Linked DNA regions of Gossypium hirsutum: region 2 is linked to region 1. The links are chromatin contacts, called in public Hi-C maps. All regions are on one chromosome and are shown on one strand. Each heading gives the region's core, a stretch centred on a gene start, on an enhancer-like site or on the middle of the called end of the contact. The rest is flanking DNA. Distances are from core to core; before and after follow the strand shown.

Region 1 (4,141 bases), core at 565-3,064:
GTTTCCAACGTTTATCTTTTGTCCCATGATAATCAAGTGAAGAAGTATCAGATGTTCCTTTGAGATTGTAGATTTGTGGGTAGATGGGATGAAACAATTTTTGAGGAAATTATATCTTACCCTACAATGGGGCTTTAAAGTGATCCTATCAACAGTGTAACAATCATTCCTATATATCGTCCACTTGGTGCCTTCTACACAGACATCAGTGAGCACGTGATTTAATTTTTCTACTCTCTTTGTCTTAAGAAAATCCACGTGTTCATTTGAACCATCAGAAAACCCGTATTGTGCATTTATAGACTTGGCACCAAATAGTACTGAGGCACCTCGCACATAACACATTTTCAAGAGAACTAAGATGAGCATAAATTTCCTTTAGCACTTGAGGGAAAACATCGTCAGGAAGGAGACAGAAAGCTTGCCATCCATGTTTCTCCACCACGGATGAAATGGCTTTAGCATACTCCATCCCTATCTTGAAAATGAAATCCCTTTTCTAAGCACAGAGGCTGTTTGGAAATGTTTTGGTGGTACTTAGTTTCTGCTGCCTTGCTGAAGAATGTACGAGGGTGTGAAATAATGGAAGTGGATGGTGCTTGTCGAGCAATGGAAAAGAAGATGATAACTGCAAGAATGAAAAAGGTGAGACCTTTAAAAGTTTGGGAGAAAAACAGAGAGCAAAATAGTAGCGAAATAAAATGAGCAAAACAGCAAAACAGCTCCGTAATCCGATCGGGGGCTTCTCCCATTTTTGGGGCCTTGGTGACATGGGAAAAATTTCCTTGCTTGTCAGGTTGTGTATCCGAAAGTCATCGCCAAGCACATTTGCCCATTTCCAAATAGCCCTAGAATCCTCATTTTTACCCCGGAAGATAACATTGTTACGACTATTCCACAAATTCCAAAGAATCGTAATCAAATCTTCGAATATATTTTTGTCCAATAAATGCATAGTCTCCTCCAACCAATCAATGCATTTTTCATGAATCTTTTGAGAAGACTACCATTAAGCCCTCTGAGAGCAAGGATCGCGTAGGCCTTCGTGCACTCCTTAAGAGCGTGAAAGGCTGTCTCATCTCCATCATCACTGCACTTCAAGCATCCCTTACCAAAGCTTTGCTTAATTGAAGAGATTTGAACATTCTTCAAGAGAAAATCATGGCTCAATCTCCACACGAAGAGAATTTTAGGAAGTATCTGAAGCTTCCAAATGATCTTCCAAAAGAGTCGATGTGGACCAAAGCCAACCTTCTTGAAGATAAGCCACGAATAGGCCGATTTCATTGTGTAACTTCCATTTTTATTATGGAACCAAATAACTCTATCTATCGGCCTATTGGGGATGATGGGAAGCTCACAAATCTACTCCCCCACCATTTCACCAAAAAGCTCGCAGACCCAAATACCATCCCAAACAAGGTGATTAGGTTTCCATAAGTCTTACACCACCCTTTCCTGAATGTCAACACTAGGATCACTTAAAGTATTACCATCAAGACCTTCAAAACCCCACATTTTCAACCAAACTGTCACTCTTCTGCCGTTCCTAATTTCCCAATCGAATCCTGCTTTGAGGGCTTTAGCTGCAGTTGAGATACTCGTCCAAGCGAAGGAAGGCTTATCGACCGTTTTAGGATGAAACACATCTCCATCCTAAAAATATTTAGAGTAGAGGACATGGAAGCACAAGGTATCTTTGTGGTTAATAAGGCACCAAACTTGTCTCTCTAGAAGCATAATACTGAAAAGCCTAAGGTCTCTAAATCTGAGGTCGCCCACTCCCTTTGGCTTGCACAATGTGTCCCAAGCCATCATCACCCATTTGCGTCCTTTGGCTTTGCTAGCCCACTAATAACTTCGCATCCTCGAAAGCATCTCATCAGTCATACCTCTAGGAGAAAGAAAAACTGAAAGAGCATAAGTAGACAAGGATTGTAATATATCTATAATAAAAATATCCTTACCACCATAGGATAAAAACCTTTTTGACCAACCATTTATCCTATTAGAGAACCGATCGAGAATGTGTTGAAAAGCCCCTGTCTTTTTTTTCCAATGATAAGCAGAAGACCAAGATAATTTCCCATCGTCTCAACCAACCATATCCCCAACGCATCACTAAGGTGCCGCCTTTGATTTCTTGGGGTGTTGAGGCTAAAACACACCATAGACTTAGAAGGATTAAAGTTCTGAGAATTTCCAAGTCCATCAAAAAGGAAAAGTGAAGTAGATATCCTAGAGGATTCAATTATCATTATGAAAGTGAGAAATTGGAGTTTGAAGTGAAGAAATTTGAGAAGATAGAGAAGAGATTAAAGAGAAAATGTAAGATATCAAATATTTTCTTCTGAAATTTATGTTTAGTTAAAGTAGAGATATGAAAAAGTGATTTCTAGTAAAGAAATTGCTTATGTTCTAACATGTCAATGAAGTGAGAAAGAAAAGAAGTGATGAAAATATTATAGATAAATGAGAGCAAGTGACAAAAGTGTGAAAGGATTAGAAAAGAAGTAAGGAAATGAAATCTAGCAAAAGAAAGGTAAGCACTCATATTAACTCTATTTATTTTTCAAAGAATTATATTGAAAAATGTTGCAAATTAAGTGTAGAGAATGAAAAATAAATTAAAAACACTAAATAGTGTGAAATTGATGGAGAGGAATAATATTTAGAAATATTTTAAGTTTAAAATGAGTAAATTGACATATATGTGACATGATAAGTGAAAGTGGAAATAATTATGATATGTATAAGACATGTTAGAAAGTGAGACTAAATTGAATAATATTTGAAATTTTAGAGAAAGATGTAAATAAGTATTCTTGAGTTGGAAATTATGAAGTGAGAAGTGATTTAACTAGTAATGAAATAAATTTAGTAAAGTGGGTATAGTAAGTGATATTGAATCGTGATTAAAAGATATAGATTAAATAAGTGATAAAGTATTGTAAAGTGATATTAAGTGACCATAAGTGTAAATTTCATGAATAAATATTAAAGTGTATAAGATTTGAAAATTGATATTCAAATTAATAAAATAATGAAAGAGCTAAGTAATATGTGTCAAGTGCATTAATTAAAAAAAGATGAAATTAGTGAAATGAGGTATAGTAGGTGACTTTAAAGTATGAAGAAGTGTAAACATAGGTGGTAATATGTGAATGTCATAAGTAATCATACTTATATGAGAAGTGAAAATTTAGTGACTAAGTGATTGAAAATAAATATGAAAGTGATAACTGTTAAGTGAAGCTAAAAGAAGGTTATGAAATAATTTTTAGTGGACCTAAATGAAGTTTTATATGGTAGTAAGTTAAATTGAAAGTGATATTGAAGTGAATTTATAAGGGTTATTGAATTATATGTTAGCAAGGACTAATTTGGAAAGATTGTAAGGTTTAGTATAGTGAAATTGATGCAATGAAGACAAAATTTCAAAGAGTGTAAAAATTAAAAGTATGAAACTAAAATGCTTGAATTTAATTCTGTAACACCCCGAACCCGAAACCGACACCGGAGTCGAACACGAGGTGTTAACTGACTTTAACCCCTTACAAAATTTATTTTCCAGACACTGCCCAATCTGTGTACTAGTCGTTTTAAAAATCATATCTTGAGTTTCGTAACTCGAAAATCAGTTTCGTAATTTTTCCCAGAAACTAGACTCATGTGCCCATCTATGTATTTTTTTCTAGAATTTTTGGTTGGCCCAATTAGTACAGTTTATTAGTCAAAGTCTCCCAAGTTGCAGGGGTCGACTACACTGACCTTTGCCCATTACGACTTGGATATCTCCCTGCACGGGGCTTCAATACTGATGCCGTTTGTTTCTATGAAAACTAGACTCAGAGAGGAATCTGTACATATATGGTACGACCCCTAATTATCTCTGGTTAATTTGTAATGAATTTTCAAAGTCGGAGCAGGGAATCCAGATACGGTTCTGGCCCTGTCCCACAATAATCTGATTATCTCTTAATATACTGCCCATATGATCTTTTCGTTACTTCCTCATGAAAGCAGACTCATCGAGCTTCGATTACATAATTTATTCATCAATTAATTCCAATCCTACTATTTTTAGTGATTTTTCAATCTCATGACACTGCTGCTGCCAGCATCTGTTACGAAAGTAACT
Region 2 (4,141 bases), core at 1,007-3,506, 300 kb after region 1:
ATTGTTTTCATAATTCAAATATAATGCTAAAAATTTTATTTTTAATATGAAGTAATATAATTTTTTAAAAAGATAAATTCATTAATTCATTCAATGAATAGAACCATAAAAAAATAGCAAGCACTCGTTGTAGATGGTAAATTAAACTCTTCACTATTTAATTTTTATTTATTATTTTCTTAATAATAAATAAATTGATCATAATAATAATTAATATAAATATTTTAGATTTTATTATATAAATTTATTATTTATAAATATTATATATAAGTGGCCAAAAAATATTATATATAAATATAAAGTTACTTATTATATAAATAAATAATAATATTTTTTAATGGAAACATAATAATTTAAATGTAAAGTAATTCGATATAAAATTTTAACTTTATTTATTATTATATAAATTAATTTAATAAAAATAAAAATAATATTTTCATCAAAATCATTCTAAAGAAATTGCTCCTCCTTAAAATTGTCTTTCATTCTCAACAAAATCTCCTTACAAGGCTAGCAACAAATGGGATGTTCTAAATCAATATGTATAAATAAAATTAGAAAAAAAACATATAAAGTGAAAGATTAATTATCATGCAATATTTTATATTAAAAAATTATATAAAACTCAAATTGAAAAATATAAATAAATAAAGTAAAAATATTAATTACCTAATATTTACAATAATAATTTCTCTTTTAATCCGTCTTTTGCTTTCTTGTTTTTCCTCATTGAAAAAGTTGATTTGATATTAATAACTATACTGATAATATTAAAAAAATCAATTAAAACAGTAATTAATGCCAAGTGAAAAATAATATATACTGTAATTAATAATGAAATAATATCCATTTGTTTCTCAATATGCTATTTCAAATTATAATATAAACCACTTACAAAAATTTTAAAAAGAGATCATAAGGTTATATCATCTCATCATCAATTAAAATATCTTCTCTATCTTTCTAGTGTTATTATTATTCAAATATGATTTGATATTATCTTTTCGAAGAACCATCGCTTTAAAACTCCATTATATTTTATATAATTTTAACTTATTAATGTTAACAAATTCCATTTTTTTAACAGTATTTTTTCTTGGACACTATTTGATCAAATATGTCTAACTACGAGATGTTATTTATAAAACTAAACTCAAATTTTAATTGATATATAACTCTAACAATAGTTACGTGATAATTAAGATACGTAGAATTCTATTCAAGCAATAACTTTATTTCACATCAATAAAATTAACACGATTTTTTTAAAATAAATTTAGCACAACTATTTTTATGTAAAAAATTTAACTAATTATTGTAATTTAGTTATAATTATAATTATCACAAATTTTCCTATATTTTATGTTTAAATTTCTATTCAATTAATAACTCTATTTTAAAATTAATACAACTTTTTTAACTAATAATTCTAAATTAAATATCATAATTATTTTTAAATGTCATTGAAATAATATGATGAAAAATAAAAAATATTCTCATCAGTTCAAAAGTTTTTTTTTCTAAACTCGTACTTTTATATATGTTATAGATGAAAAATAGAAAGATATAAAGAAAAGCAAAGCTTTTAACTTTTTATAAAATAAACATTTTTATTAGATTTAAAATTTCAATACTAAATTAATTAATTGTTGTTAACTGCAAAATTCAATAAAAGATTATTACTAAATTCAATTAAATAAAAGTAAATCACAAAAATAAATTCAATATTAAGTTAAAAGTGTAGGGATAAATATACTTGTCACTATATTTTATAAAATTTTATGGATTAATTGCATCAAATGTCTCTCAATTGTGGGATAAATTTCAAATTGTTTCTTAAATTTTGATACGTTCCAATTGAATCCTTAAATTAAAATATTGTTTTAGTTAGATCCTTTTGTTAGTTTTGTTGTTAAATATCAGCGTGTATCTGATGCATATGTGTTTAAGAAATGAACCGCATTAGATTGAAACTGGAAGCTAGACTAATAGGAAAACTTGATTAGAATGTTGCTTTAGTTTGGGGATTAAATTGGAACGTACTTAGTGACCAATCTAGAATTCGGTGCATAGTTTAAGGACTTTTTGTGGAATTAACCCAAATGTCATCGAGAAAGTAAAGATTCCGCGATCCAAGGCCACTGAACCGGTGTTGAGGTCCAAACATTCAAACCGGCCCATATTAAAATTGGGGATCCGACCCACCAGAAAAACCGCCAGATCCTAAAATTCAGTTATTTAGAAACAATCCCTTCCATTTTCGGTTCGTCTCCTTCCAACAGAAAGCAAATGCGCTAATGCTCTCTCTCTCCTACCTCGCGATGCTTTGGATTTTCATCTCCGACCAGGTTTCACCTTCACAATTCCATCCTTTTTTTTTATCTTCAAATCAGATAAACTGAAAAACCTTCATTTTGCTCTTAAGCTTTTCAAATGAAATTTGTTATTATTCTTTATTTCGTCTCTAATTATGCTTTCTGGAGTAGATCTGCTAATAATTAAGCTAAATAGATTTTTTTTTCTAATTGCCTGTAGTTTTAAAAATTCGTTTGTTTATTCAAATGTTGCATTCCTAAGATGATTTTGTTTCTTTTTCCTTCTTTATTTTTGAATATTTATCTATCTTTTTTATGTGTAGTGAATGTTCAATTATGGAAAGCGAGAGAAGGAAAAGTAATGATTCGAGAATGCAAGGGTTTAGGCCTAGTTTAAGAGCAGTGGTGCTTATAATTGCGCTGCTATGGGTTGTTGTAGTTACTTTGTATGGTTTATTGAAGCCTATATCAAATGGTTGTGTCATGACATATATGTATCCAACTTATATCCCCATTTCCACTGCGGAGGGCGTCTTGTCCGCAAAATATGGTTTGTATTTGTATCACGAAGGTTGGAGAAACATTGACTTTAAGGAACACTTGAAGAATCTCAAAGGAGTTCCGGTTCTCTTTATTCCAGGAAATGGCGGTAGCTACAAACAGGCAAGGTCCTCCTTTTTGCCATTGTTGTTAGTATTGGTAGTGCTTCATTGTAGATAGTCAATAACTCACAAGTATGTTATTCAATCTATGGAGTTGCTTCTAAAGGGTGTTTACAAGTTTTCACCCTTCTTATAGGTTCGTTCCTTGGCAGCTGAATCTGAGAGAGCTTATCAAGGAGGTGCACTTGAACATACATTCTATAGAGAAGCTTATCTAACTTCTGAGGAGGGAGGGAATGCGGATGTGAATGACTTTCAATTGCCAAACCAATATGCTAACAGGCTAGATTGGTTTTCTGTGGATCTTGAGGGGGAACATTCTGCAATGGATGGTCGGATACTTGAAGAGCACACTGAATATGTTGTATATGCTATTCACAGGGTATCATTTTTTTCCTTCGAATTTTAGTTTACAATGAGAAATTGGCGATAGTTTTTTTTGAACCGTTTGACATGGAATTTTGAATGTTTTATGCATGGTTCTTTGTTTTGAGGTCACACTTTTCACTTCATATGTTTAAAGTACTGCAAAGAGATAAAGAGTTTAAAAGGTTAAATCAACTAAATCATAGATTACCTTGTTTGTTTGTTTGACAATGTCATATCAGGCCTCATTTTGTCTTTGAAGGCTCATAATTACCCAACTTATTATTGCAGATTTTGGATCAATATAAAGAATCGCATGATGCCCGGGAAAGAGAGGGTGCTGCAATCACTGGTAGTTTGCCAAAAAGTGTTATATTGATTGGTCACTCTATGGGTGGTTTCGTTGCTAGAGCTGCTACGGTCCACCCCCATCTAAGGAAATCAACTGTTGAAACTATTCTCACTCTTTCAAGTCCCCACCAGTGAGCTCTTTGAGAATTCTCGTCTATCTTTTCTTTAAAATTCTATTTCTCCCCTTTAAGAATCTGCTATTTCTATCCAGATCTCCTCCTGTGGCATTGCAGCCGTCCCTGGGTCACTATTATGAAAGCATAAACCAAGAATGGAGACAGGGTTATGATGTTCAAACCACTCAAACCGGAGAATATGTCTCAAGCCCAAAACTATCTCATGTAGTTATTGTTTCCATTTCTGGTGGTTATAATGATTATCAGGTATTCTTCGAAATTTGGTGTGGTATGGTTTGGATTAGATTGTTTGCTTCTATAAAATGCAATT

What was found. Hi-C and Micro-C count contacts between places; a contact is called where the count stands out from the background.
Region 2: a Hi-C map of leaf shows a contact between it and region 1, with 3 times the contacts expected there. The contact joins the promoter of LOC107892204 here to the promoter of LOC107892738 in region 1. A contact is called at or near these places in 13 of 34 Hi-C or Micro-C datasets (callus, hypocotyl, leaf and 2 more).

The regions. Positions count from the first base shown.
Region 1 is chrD09:10,832,635-10,836,775 of Gossypium_hirsutum_v2.1, forward strand. LOC107892738 reads right to left here and starts at 1,815. Exons shown (of 2, transcript XM_016817791.1): 1 at 1,723-1,815; 2 at 1,444-1,656. The coding sequence starts at 1,815. The coding sequence ends at 1,444.
Region 2 is chrD09:11,131,794-11,135,934 of Gossypium_hirsutum_v2.1, forward strand. It overlaps LOC107892204, which reads left to right and starts at 2,257. Exons shown (of 19, transcript XM_041101787.1): 1 at 2,257-2,348; 2 at 2,639-2,978; 3 at 3,114-3,359; 4 at 3,635-3,825; 5 at 3,906-4,077. The coding sequence starts at 2,652.